Linked DNA regions of Triticum aestivum: region 1 is linked to region 2. The links are chromatin contacts, called in public Hi-C maps. All regions are on one chromosome and are shown on one strand. Each heading gives the region's core, a stretch centred on a gene start, on an enhancer-like site or on the middle of the called end of the contact. The rest is flanking DNA. Distances are from core to core; before and after follow the strand shown. Region 1 holds the start of LOC123071749 (BTB/POZ and TAZ domain-containing protein 3). Region 2 holds the start of LOC123071744 (RAN GTPase-activating protein 2).

What was found. Hi-C and Micro-C count contacts between places; a contact is called where the count stands out from the background.
Region 1: a contact with region 2 is called in a Hi-C map of leaf, with 5 times the contacts expected there. The contact joins the promoter of LOC123071749 here to the promoter of LOC123071744 in region 2. A contact is called at or near these places in 2 of 5 Hi-C or Micro-C datasets (both in leaf).

The regions. Positions count from the first base shown.
Region 1 is chr3B:687,262,793-687,269,078 of IWGSC CS RefSeq v2.1, reverse strand. LOC123071749 (BTB/POZ and TAZ domain-containing protein 3) reads left to right here and starts at 1,778. Exons shown (of 6, transcript XM_044495334.1): 1 at 1,778-1,991; 2 at 2,622-2,949; 3 at 3,054-3,184; 4 at 3,317-3,623; 5 at 3,851-4,164; 6 at 4,568-4,811. The coding sequence starts at 2,647. The coding sequence ends at 4,715. It overlaps LOC123071748 (LETM1 domain-containing protein YLH47, mitochondrial), which reads left to right. Exons shown (of 15, transcript XM_044495333.1): 12 at 1-36; 13 at 349-431; 14 at 556-671; 15 at 758-1,204. The coding sequence ends at 834.
Region 2 is chr3B:686,982,101-686,989,071 of IWGSC CS RefSeq v2.1, reverse strand. It overlaps LOC123071744 (RAN GTPase-activating protein 2), which reads left to right and starts at 3,659. Exons shown (of 2, transcript XM_044495330.1): 1 at 3,659-3,928; 2 at 5,189-6,971. The coding sequence starts at 5,220. The coding sequence ends at 6,884. It overlaps LOC123071746 (putative metallophosphoesterase At3g03305), which reads left to right. Exons shown (of 4, transcript XM_044495332.1): 2 at 343-584; 3 at 726-2,303; 4 at 2,398-2,863. The coding sequence ends at 2,514.

The DNA.
Region 1 (6,286 bases), core at 529-3,028, 280 kb before region 2:
GCTAGAAGTTCGGTATCCATGGCACTCATGAAAAAGGTATTGCTCATTGTTGAACCTATTTTATTTATTTATGTGGCCGTATGCATCGTTCTGATGTAGAGGCCGGGGAGTCCCCCCTTTTTGAAAAAAAATGTGAAGTACAGTACGTATTTATTAGTTTATCAGATCTTTGAAAAGTGCAGTAGGTCTGTAGGGTCAACAAAAATGAAATTGAACCCATTTGGTTGTCATGAGTTGAGGTTCTCCCGTTTCTAACGAACATCCACTATCCTGATAATTACCAGTCTGTTTCTTCATCCTGGCCATCTCTGACCTGTAACATCTGGTGTGTTCTGCTTTTTCTCGCAGATAAATGCCATGCTCAAGGAGCTGACAAAGGAAATAGATGATGTAGACACGGCCATTGGTGATGGTTGGCAGCTTCTGGACAGGTAACTCTTTGATTTTTTTTTTGTTATGTAGACAAGTCTAGACGACATGAGACTACGATCTCGTAGTAGAGTATTATCAACATGAGACCATATTATATTGTGGCATCATGATGATTTCCTGAAGGGACCGTGACGGTAAGGTCACTTCGGAGGAGGTGGCAGCCGCGGCCGCGTACCTGAAGCACAACTTGGACAGTGCAGGCATCGAGGAGCTCATCGGGAGCCTCTCCAAAGATAAAGGTAATTTTAGGACACGATAGCCACGCTCCTGTCGATACTGCTTGACCGTATTGACACGTACTGCTGTGTCCACGCTTGGATCACAGACGGCAAGATCCTGGTTGAGGACATCATCAGGCTTGGCACACAAGCTGAGGAGGCAGAGCCCGACGACGATGACTGACGGCGGCATCTGGCACCAAGAATCAAGAGAATCACCATCTCTTTTTGTAACTCATGTCGTCGTGGCCCGTCGGCCTAATCTTCTTTCTGAAGCCTAGACACGTGAAAACGCTGTGAACCCTCATCAATTATTTCCACTCCCCGGCACACGGTTTGCCTCGACGTCTGTGCACGACCCTCCCGTCACTGTCGCCCCGTGTGTCATGGATGATGGCAGCGGCGGCCGCCAGCCGCGCCGTGCCGTGCGTGTGATTCAATTCAACTCGCCGTCGAAACGGACGCTTTGGTTCGCCGCCCACCGGAAGCCTCGGCGCCGGAACGGGACAAGCGGAGAGGTCCACCTCCTAGTCGGCTACACGGAAGATAGTACAAAAAGAAAGAAAGAAAGAATCGGGATCCGGATCCGGGGCCTCCAGAAGACCACAGAGGTAGCCCAGGGTTCCAGTACTGCTACTGTTTATTATCCTCCTGCTGCTGCTGCCGCTGCCGATAGGGGAGGATAATGTAGTATCGTTTTGACTGACCCGCGTTGCTGCTGCGGATCCGAGGGCGGGTTTATATTCATCGGTAGCTGTTCATCCGCCGTGCACGCACGCACGGAGGGCGGTGACCCGAGCCGAGCAGGCCACTCCTTTCCTTGTCCGCTTTCTCCCACTTGGACAAGTACGCCTCCGCATCCATACCCACACGAGCGGACTGAACTGGTAGGCCCACCTTCCAGTTCTGTGCCGTGGGGCCACCGTCCTGTGAGAAAGTGTGCGTCTTCTGTGCCGTGGGCGGCGCCGGCGTGTGGCCACGTGGCGCGATCCTACTGGCCCGGGCGGCGCGTCCTTTCCACGTGAAGACATATATGCGTGAGTCGGCTCCGTCCTACTTTTTGCCCTCTCATCACTTCACAGCCGTGGCGGGCAGTGACATGCGGGGCCAGGCCTTCTGTGGGGGACTCGTGTCAGCCACACGCAGCACGTGGCCCCCTCCCCCCGGCCTGCGTGGGCGTGTGGCCAAGCAGGAAGGACAACACAAGCAGGCTTCAAAAGCTCTGCAATAGTGGAGACTGAAGAGACGGTAGTGGTGCAGCCCAGCTTCTTCTTTCTCTTCCCGTCGTCGCTTTTACAGAGAGAGGCTCCGGCGACTCCGACCACTCGAGCACGATCTCAGGTGAGCACGCAAGCTTCGATTTGTTCCAATCCCAAGTCCCCTCTCGCGTCTCTCTTCTTCCCCGTCGATTTTCCCTCTCTGATGGTCCCAAGGACCTGGGAGCCATGGCTCTTCTTGAGTGAGGAGCTGAAGAATATCTGAGCGGAGAATCATCTGATCAGCTCAAAATTTGACAACATTTTAGCAATTCTCGGTTTCTTTTTTCTGGGGAGTGGAAGTCTCATGGAACGCCTCAGAGTTCAGAAATACTAGTCTGATTCCCTGGTTTATGGCCTCTGTGATGTTCAGTTGGACAGGAAATTCTTACAATTTCCTTCAGGGTTCAGGAGAGAAACACATGGATGTAATTCTGTGCATCTTTTCCTTCAACTCACTATTACTAGTATGAAGTAACTTCTGAAACACAGTACTCATTAATTAATTTATTTATTATCTGCTGAAGATATCGAGTAATTAGTAATGAATCACTTGCCTTACGTTATGCCTTTGGTTTCTTCTATCTATTTATAACAACTTCTTCCTGAACCTTGCTTCAAAGAAAGTACTACTTGCGCTGCCGTATGGGCACTACAAAAACTTGAGCAGGTTGTGTTCTCAGCTGTCTTCTCTCTTGATCATTTTGGCCTGCAGGGTCAAAGCAGGAGGCACACCTTTGATGGCGCCCCTGGAGTCAGGCTCCTCACAACCCTTCTTCGACAGCAGTGCGATCGACGGCCCGTTCGATATCTACGAGTGCGGTACCTTGGCAGGTACCAGAGTTGTGCCAGATCCACCTCCATTACCTGGAACTTCTTATGGCAAGCAGAGAGCTTCCAGGAAAGCAAAAGAGACTCGTTGTGTTCATGTCCCTGAGGAGGTCCAGGACTGCTGGAACAGGCTATTCTTGGAAGGATATCAAGCCGATGTCCGCGTGTCGACGGATGATGGGAGCGAGATTTTATCGCATTCATGCATTCTTGTGAGTACAGTTTTCTGCCTCTCTTCCTGAAATGGCCTCACACCCACTAGAACAGAGGCAGGTTTTGATCTTATGTAAGAAGATCTTGGTCTCGTCTCCTACAGGGCATCAGATCTCCCGTTCTGAGAAGTATGCTGGAAGAAGCTAGAGTGGAAGATGGTCTCAGAAACATCCTGATTTCCGGTGTACCATCTCAAGCAGTCCGTGTCTTCATCAGATTTCTGTATTCTTCACGGTATAAGTGTGAACTGTATTCTTCATGCCTGAATGTTTGTGTTTCTTCAGAGTTTTCAGTATGGTCTCTTCTTTGACCACAAGAGATAGCATGACAGAACCTTACATTCATGTCGTTTTCTCTCTTGTGAAGCTTTGAGCAGGATGAGATGAAGAAATACGCCCTTCATTTGCTCGTACTCTCTCATGTTTACTCGGTACAATCTCTGAAGATCGTCTGTACCGACCAGCTCGAGAGGTTTTTTCTCGCTCCTGATAACGCGGTGGACGTTCTACAACTTGCACGGCTATGTGACGCACCAAGGCTCTCACTCATCTGTACTCGTATGATCACTGGAGATTTCAAGACCATCTCTCTGTCAGAAGGGTGGAAAGTGATGAGACGGGCCAACCCGAGCCTGGAGCAAGAGCTTCTTGAGTTTCTTGTTGAAGTGGACACAGTGAGTTCTCTGAAACAGAGCATCCTATTATGGCTTAATCACTAGTTGCTCCACCCCGCAACATCTCGGTTGTTCGAATTACTCGTCTTGCTATATGTTATGTGTATGATCTTCCACATGACGCACACACCTAGAATGCTTATACCTGCTGACGGAATTTTTGTAGCTGCACATCTACATACTGTCATGGTTCATAATCATTGTTCTCAAAACTGAATTTGACACAGAGAAGGCAAGAAAGAGCTAAAAGGCTGGAGGAAAAGAAGGTTTATCTTCAGCTGTATGAAGCTATGGAAGCTCTTGTTCATATATGCCGAGACGGTTGTAGGACAATTGGTCCCTGGGATCAGAAACTGAAGGGCAGTCAGGCTGTTTGCAAGTTTCCTGCCTGCAAGGGCATCGAGTTGCTGGTGCGCCATTTCTCGGCATGCAAAATGCGGGTGCCGCGTGGCTGCGCCAACTGCAAGCGCATGTGGCAGCTTCTTGAGCTGCATTCGCGAATGTGTTCCACACCAGGCACCTGCAGGGTTCCTCTGTGCAGGTGAGGTCTCTTGTCTTTGTTGGTCAGGATCATTTCATTCAGACACACAAGTTTTTTAGGTTAATACTACGTAGTACAACAGATGCTTGCTTTCATACCATCTCAGAATATATTTTTAGTCCCTCTTTTCCAAATGGGGCACCCCCTACTAGCTTCATCTCCATAAACTGAAGGTAGGTGGACTTACCAGACAGACAAACATAGCAGTTAAAATTCAGAAGACCAGGAAGAAGAACACATCAGATTTCTAGTTGCCTTCCTCACTCACACACCATATGCTCCAGAAAAGAAATTGGACTCAATTGACCACAATAGGAAATTTACTGCTGTACGCATACCATGCCACTTCTTCAGCATTTCTGTTGTATTCCCTTCATTGGTATACTATTTGTACATGTTGCAGGCATTTTAAGGATAAAATGCGGCATCGGAGCAAGAAAGAAGAAATCAAATGGGTCCTATTGGTGTGTAAGGTCCTAGGGAGTAAAGGAACAATTGATTCCGTCCTAAAAGCGAGAAAAATTTCACCCCTCAAGCCAATTGGAGCTTGACGTGTAGTTCGACAGTAATAACGTGAGCAGTGACAGTAAGTACAGGTGTGTATCATCTAGGTTTGAGTTGAGTTACAGATGATGGCGACTGCAGAAGGTGCTTTTGCCATGGTCAATGACTATGCTGGCAGGGGGCTTGACATTCTAGCTTGCACATGGGAGGTGGTTAACATGCGCTTCTACTGACCTCGCCTACCGCTGCTCTGTTGCTGCAATCTCCTCGATCTTGTCCTCGCCAACTAGGTAGCTCTGCAATTCCAGTGGAAACGTGTTAATGTTCATGTGTTAGCGCAAGAGTACCTAGGCGAGTAGTCAGCCAACATATCATTGATTACTATGGAGCAGAGAAGATCATTTACCGTTATCCATGACACTGAGTGAAGTATGACAGCGGCGAACATGAAGACTCCATGACACTGAGTGAAGTATGACAGCGGCGAACATGAAGACGTAGAAGCAGACAGTGGCAAAGGTGCCGGTCGGGAGCATCCATGTGAGGTGGAGAACCACTAGTAGTGTCAGTCCAAGAATCCCTAGGCGAGCAGTGAGCCTGCATACCGCCTGCTCGAAGTTGGACTTGCCGTGCAGTCCACATAAGAGCCCCACGCTAGCCAGCACCCAGATCAAAGCGAAGCTCAGCACAAGGATGATCCTCTGTGTGTTGGTCAAGTTATCTTTGCTCGCAGCGCGCTCCGCGGTGGAGGGCAAGAGGGAAAGGGATCTGAATAGGGAGAAGCCGAATAGGCCGATCACCTTCTCAACGCCAACTGAGTCAAGCTGCACAATAGCGAAAACATTACTGTTATGCCACATACCATATCAAATTCTGTCAAGGGCCGAAAGCAATACCAATCAATGATATAAAGCAAAGGGAGAGTTAAGATATCGATAGTACTGCTTTCAGCTAAACTAACTACTCTCTAAGAACAGAAACCATGCAATCTGGGTACTGTAGTAAACAGCAAGTAACTTAATAGCTTACAGATTTAAAAAAAAAAACAGTACTGGCCACAAGCAGCATAAGAGAAGAAACTAAACATTGAGACAGAAACCAGGTCTCTTCTACTTTAAGATGAACAAACCCTGGATGGCATCAAATGAGCCATGTTACATTTTCCAGTGAAATATCATGTGTCCATGCCCTGCTGCTGCCACTCTTATCCCAATCAGCATCCAGAATGCAGCAGCATTTTTTAGCAGTATATATACACAGTTTTACTAGAAACTCTGCAGGATGCATGCAGCCTGCTAGCAAATTAATTCATAAATGTACAAGGGTTAAATTGTTTTTATTCTCTCCTTTCTCTTGATCAATGCCCAGAAAAAACAATTTTGAACTGGCTAGAGCTCTTTTTCTTTAACTTTTGCCTACTTTGAGGCCATATATATAATATGTATGCATATATATGGGGCCTCCTAGCCAATGCAGGTTCATGTATTTCCCGAAACGAACAAGATAATAAACAGAGAGCAGAGTAATGCAGGGTTCACTGGAAGATTATGTGTACAGGGAAAAGATAAACAAGAAACCATCTCATCCATCACCTACTAGTGAAGAATCTTGCGTAAGT
Region 2 (6,971 bases), core at 2,410-4,909:
TTGTCAGTTGTCATGGACTCTTTTAATATCACATGTATTAAGGCGTGGACTACTGACGAACTTAAAATAACTACCACATGATCGGAATCTTTTACTTGAATAAACATCTGCTTTGCTTTTCTGGTTCCAATTTGTTCACTTGTAACTAGGCAGTTGCAATCAGCACTACAGCTGATCTTCACCACCCTCTAAACCTCAACCAACTAACCACTTTCTAATTTGGGAAGACGTGAAACCAGCTGCATTCATTTCGAAAGGTGTCCATATACCAAATAGTTTATAAATGAATAAATGATTATGTATTGGGATTTATCTCAAGTACTATTTTTATTTTGTGATTAGAGGGGAAAAGCAAAGATCTGCTTACAATGAAGCAAAATGAGGTGGAGTGGATGGAATATAGTAGTACGATGAAGGATGTCATTGAGAGTAGCAAGCTTCCAAGGAAAAAATTCTATGATCTGAGAGGAAACCATGATAGCTTTGGTGTACCTGTGTCTGGTGGGGACTATGACTTCTACGAGAAATATAGCATCAATGCTAACCTAAGACGACAGGGGCGCGTGCAAAGCATCACTTTGGAGGTCAGTGCTTCTTATATACATCCTATTGCTTATTATTTCTTTAGCGCCTTCTAGTTAAATTGTAGTGCGAATGATTAGTTTTGGTTGCATTTTTTGAATATGCTTGGCATAACATATGGTAGATTGTGGATGGATCTGCAGAACAATGGTCGGAAACATCTGTTTGTTGGCTTCGATAGCACAATGGAGATCGGACTTAGGGGCCCAACGAATTTATTTGGGCATCCAACTGACAAGCAGCTTATAGAACTGGACCAATCACTGTCGCAGTGGGACACTGACTTCAACAAGGCTCCAGTTACAAAAATTACAGTTGGGCACTTCCCGATGTCTTTCTCGGCATTAACAGAATCAGGAAAAAGTATCAAGGATGTCTTTCTGAAGCACTCATTAGCAGCATACTTGTGTGGACATCTTCACACAAGGTTTGGCAAGAATTTGAAGCGTTACTATCATCGAGCAACTCAGGAACCATCACTGTATGAACACTACTACCAATCTAACATGCACCAAGGCTATGCAATGCCGAGTGCTGAAGAGAACTGTTCTGAAGCAGCAGCACCTTTTGAGGAGTTCTGGGAGTGGGAGATTGGCGATTGGAAAAGGAGTAGAAGTATGAGGATATTAGCAATTGATGATGGATTTGTCTCCTTTACTGACATAGATTTCAGGTTAGGCTCAAAAAGTGTAATTATACTACCTACCTTCCCTCTGGACTCGAGATTTATGCAGAGAACATCTGCTCCTCGTGATTTCAAATGTCACACCATGGGAGCTTCAACTTTTGATACGGTGAGGGCGCTTGTATTCTCTCGACATGAGATAGTAACTGTCTTAGCAAAGATATATGACTCAAGACCAGGAAACCTTGAAGTGGTATTCGACAGCGAAATGAAAAGAGTGAGTGCCAATGATTCTAGAGGAGATATGTATTTGATTCCGTGGAACTGGAGAGCATTTGCAGATCCTTCTCCAGATCGGTACTGGCTGCAAATCGAAGCGATGGATATAACAGGTGACATTAGTGTCAGCCAGTTGAGGCCATTCTCTGTGAATGGGTTGTTTGCAGAAGTTAACTGGACATGGAAGGAGTTTTTCGTGATGGGCATCCAGTGGGCGTCGGTATATCACCCCGCACTGCAGTGTGTTCTTGCTCTGATTTTCACACTGCTTCTTGTGCCACGAGCTTCAGTAGTGCTACTTAAGGATCAACAATCTGTGTACACATATCTGCGTGCAGGCGGTAGTCAGTATACATCACTGAAGTATCTACTTGGTGGTTTTATCTGGCTTTTTGTTGAGCTGTCCAGGATGATTCTTGTGTGGTCTTTGCTGTTGGTGTATATAATCTATCTGTTGGTCTTCCCTTGGTTTTCTGGTCACCCTGTAACCGAGGATAGTAGCCTCGCATCCATGACATTCAGAGGTTGGGCTCTTAAAAATGGTATGAAAACTTTCCATGCCGGCACTCCAGACGTCATGGTCATCGTTCTACCTCACCTCTGTTTTGTGGTATTGCCTACGATTGTGATTCTTGCCGCGATGGCTGCCGAGAGGACTGCATTCCGAGAACACTACCTCTCACAGTCAGGAAAGAAGAAAGATGATCCCCACCAAAAGAGCAGGAGAGAGGTAGGGCATGATAGCTTGTGGAGCGGTCGCTGGATAAGGAAAATCTTCATCGCTTTCTGTTTGGTGGTTCTGTGGAAACACTGGAAGGTATTATTATTTCCTTTTAAAATCATGCAAATCTTCTGTGATGCGGTTTTATGCCTACTCTGAAGATACTGATGACGCCTTCACAATCTTGCAGCTGTGCAGAGCTCTTATGAAGGCCTATGCCATGGACCCTCTGCTCCATTCTCCGGTGCTCTTCTACTTCATACCGGCGCTCATGGCGTTTGCTGTCTACAGAACCTTGTCCATTTAGCTGTTTCAGGGCCCTGCTCGGAGCACCGTGCTATATTTCGGCAGAGTTGCAAAGGCACTGCAGACGAAGCACCGTGCTATATTTCGGCAGAGTTGCGAAGGCACTGCAGGCGGAGCACCTCGCGGCTGAAGATTTTATTGGCCGGGTCACTCGCTACTACTTTTTTGTTTGTTTCTTTTGGAGAGTAGATCTGTTAGACCATCTATCTAACATGCATAAAGACACTGTCAGCATTGTACTGGACATAATTTATACAGACTAAACGCGTCATTTCTTCAGAACTAGGGAGTTAAGAACTTATTAACACTGGGTGAAATTCTTTGAGCCCTTGCAATGAGCAACACCATTCCGTGTCCGATGTTTGGGATGGTAATGTCGTCCGACTCACCTCCCATGGAAGCTTTAGCATGCCTATGATGAGCAGTTTTTTTTCTTTTTTTTTGCTAGGTAGAATCAAGAAATCTCAGAAATGGATGTTGCACCCCTCTTTGTTCAGTCATTTGTACTCCCTTGTCAATTGTAGGGGGAATTATGCCCGTACACTCAGTTCAGCTGGAGAATGGAAATTCCTCCCATATTACAGGTTTTCTCCTCTGGCTATTGGCTGACAATCGTCTTTTGAGCAGGGGTAAACTGGCCAAACCCGACCTTCTCTGGATGTTACACTCTCAGGGATGAACTGCCAAAACGTCTTATGTATACTCCCTCTGTCTGGACATGTGTTAGATACGTCCGTTTGAGTGACAACTAATTCCGGACGGATGGCGTATGTGTTTTGACGCCTGTGCTTACATGGGAAAACCCGATCGTCACTTTTTGCCGTCGTGGTAATGAGACCAGGGGGAAATTTTGCCAAACAAAGCACTGAGTGAATGAAAGAAATCATCGCGCCACGTGCCTACGCGATAGACAATGATAGATCCGCCGCCCTGGCAACACCGCCGCAGGCAGGCAGAGTCCGCGCAGATTTGAATTTCGAAATCCAGATCGCCCCGGGCGCTCTCGCCTTTCTTTTTTTTACCCCACGCTCCCCAAACTCCTGTCGATCGTCCGGCCGAGCGTCGCCCCCCGCTCCTCGAACCCCCGGATCGGACGGCCACGGAGCCACCCCGCAGCCCGCAACCGTGTCCAGAAACCCTACGCCCCCACCCCCCGCACTACACAAACCCCACGCTCCGCCGGCCGCCGCATCTTCCTCTCCCAGTCGCTACCCCCTGACACCGCCCCCACCCAAGGCGATCTCCCGGCGAGCCGTCTCCACCCTCCCCGCCGCGCCTCGCCGCGCCGCCTCCGCCCCCGGTCGACGTCGCTGGCCTCGGGTGGAAGCGGCCGCCTCTAGCCCCGAGCCCGAAGCCGACGCCGCCGCGGCCGTCCCCCCTCCCCGAGTACACGCTCGCCGCCGTCTGGATCCAAGGTGAGGAAACGCGAGCACGGGTCTCCATGCCCTGTTCGCCCCGCGAATCCCCCCTAGACCCGCGACAAGATCGATGTGCCCCTCGCATCGCATCTCAGATCTGCTACCTCGTGATTTCGAAATAGATATCTGTGAATCTGCTTGTCCCGCCGCGCAGTTCCGTTGTTCTTCCTGATGGCACGGGCGTTGGGCGCTGTGATGCGTGTACGGCGTGCCTGCGTATGTGCTGTTTTGCGTCCTAGCTACTACGTAATGCAGTTGTCGGAACCAAGCTACCAATCTGTTTTGTTCTTCTTCTGCAACCTAGCGGAAGACAAGTAGTACGGTCCTGTCCCGCGTATGTACATGTACGGCTGGTTTGATTTCTGAGTACAGAGAGTACTACTTGCTTGCTCTTAGTTCTAACCTAAGTGGCCAATGTTGCTGGATTCTTAATTAGTTAGGTGTCAATTTAGGTGCATATTAGTACAGTACTAGTTATTTTCATTAGTCTGCTCAGTTATCTAAACCCTGGTAATCTGCTTTCGTTTTCATCATGCCAATCGACTCGAAAATTCCATGGACCAAATCTACCTGGCAGTGTGTTAATTATCTACATGATCGTTTCATCATTTTTAGCTAAAGCAGCATGTAATTGGATCCTTATTGTCAAACAGCATGTAAAGAATCTCTCAAGGCTTCAGTGCTATTCAGGACATTTATGCTCCACAGTTCAGACAGCTAGTTATAAAATGACTTTACTTCTTTCTCATAGCACACAGCCCACAGCTACTTTCCTGCTGACACACAGCTGAACCAAACACAGCCGTAGTAACATTACACATTAATTTTTTTCTTGTGTTTGGTTGAAGTCCTGTTATGTTGTACTCCCTCCGTCCAGAAATACTTGTCATCAAAATGAATCAAAGGGGATGTATCTAGATGTATATTAGTTCTAGATACATCCCTCTTTATCCATTTTGATGACAAGTATTTTCGGACGGAGGGAGTAACTGCCAGTTGTGTCATTGATTTCCTATGTAAAACGATCACTTTCAGCGAAATGCTTGTCTTTACCAATTGACGATGTTGTTTGTCAACTGTAGACTTAACTATGTTTTACTACTTGGTGTTTTGTTGTATCCTTGGTGATAGTAGTGTTGGGTACCCTCAGGGACAGGCCCTTCAATTGCTCCACTAATTTCATTGTTTACTTATTAATACTCCATTACTTCCTGTAATCTGGGATCATGCTAATTCCTACACTTGTTGATTTACCAGCAGGTTATTGTGTGAAGTGCCACGTGTCCACATGGCTTCAGCGGCGCAAGATTTCCAGCCCCGGACATTCTCCATCAAACTGTGGCCACCGAGTGAAAGCACTCGTCTGATGCTTGTAGAGAGGATGACCAAGAACCTGTCCTCTGAGTCAATCTTTTCTCGCAAGTATGGCCTTTTGGGCAAAGAAGAGGCCCATAAGAATGCCAAAAGGATTGAAGAGATGTGCTTTGCTTCTGCAGATGAGCATTTCAAGAAGGAGCCTGATGGTGATGGGAGTTCTGTTGTCCAGCTATATGCAAAAGAAACAAGCAAGCTGATGCTGGAAGTCCTCAAAAAAGGTCCGGGGACGACTGCGGAACCAGAAGCACCTGTTATTGATACACCTATTGAGCCTGCTGATACTGTGTTTGATATATCTGGTGGCAAGCGTGCTTTCATTGAGGCAGAAGAAGCAAAGGAACTTCTGAGTCCACTAACAGAACCAGGAAACTCATATAGCAGGATTTGCTTGAGCAACAGGAGCTTTGGTATTGGTGCTGCCAATGTTGCCGGGCCAATTCTTGAATCAATAAAATCTCAGCTCAAGGAGGTAGATATTTCAGATTTTGTTGCCGGAAGACCTGAGGATGAAGCCCTTGATGTGATGCGGATATTCTCCAAAGCTTTAGCAGGGTCTGTACTGAGATACCTCAACATCTCTGACAATGCTTTAGGCGAGAAGGGTGTGAGGGCATTCACAGAGCTGCTAAAATCACAGGGCAACCTGGAAGAACTATATGTGATGAACGATGGCATATCAGGGGAAGCTGCTAAGGCTCTGTCTGAGCTTATTCCTTCAACTGAGAAGCTTAAGGTTCTCCACTTCCACAACAATATGACTGGTGATGAAGGTGCTATGTTCATTGCTGAGATGGTCAAGCGTTCTCCAAATCTCGAGAGCTTTAGGTGCTCTGCAACAAGGATAGGATCTGATGGTGGAGTGGCATTGGCCGAGGCACTGGGGACATGCACTCGTCTGAAGAAGCTTGATATCAGGGACAACTTGTTTGGCGTTGAGGCAGGGGTGGCTCTCAGCGAAACGCTTCCAAAGCTTGGAGATCTTGTTGAGCTGTACCTCAGCGACCTCAACCTCGAGAACGAGGGCACCATAGCAATCGTGAATGTCCTCAAAGAGTCTGCACCTCAGCTGGAGATCCTTGAGATGGCAGGAAATGAGATAACCGCCGAGGCAGCCAAACCTCTGGCGGAATGCTTGACAGCAATGCAGTCGCTCAAGAAGCTGACCTTGGCTGAGAATGAGCTGAAGGATGCTGGGGCAGCGGCGGTCGCGAAGTCTCTGCAAGAGGGCCACCCAGATCTGAAGGAGCTTGACGTGAGCACCAATCTGTTTCAGAGGTCTGGAGCCCGCTGCTTTGCCCAGGCGGTCGCAAACAAGCCTGGGTTCGTGCTGCTGAACATGAACGCGAACTACATCCCTGAGGAAGGGATTGACGAGGTGAGGAAGATCCTGAAGGCAGGCGAGAACTCGGCGGACGTGCTTGGCCCGCTGGACGAGAACGAGCCCGAGGGGAACCCTGATGACGAGGACGAAGAAGAGGATGATGATGATGAGGCAAAGTATGGGGACGATAATGGGAAGGATGCTGGTCTCGGCTCGAAGCTGCAGGACCTGAAGGTTGAGGCGGAGGAGGACTAAGCCCCCCCCTGCTTTTTTGCTCCGGTTTCAGCTTATGAAATGTTTGCTGGACCGGCTGGAATTTCGCAGAATGATAAGAAACTCGTC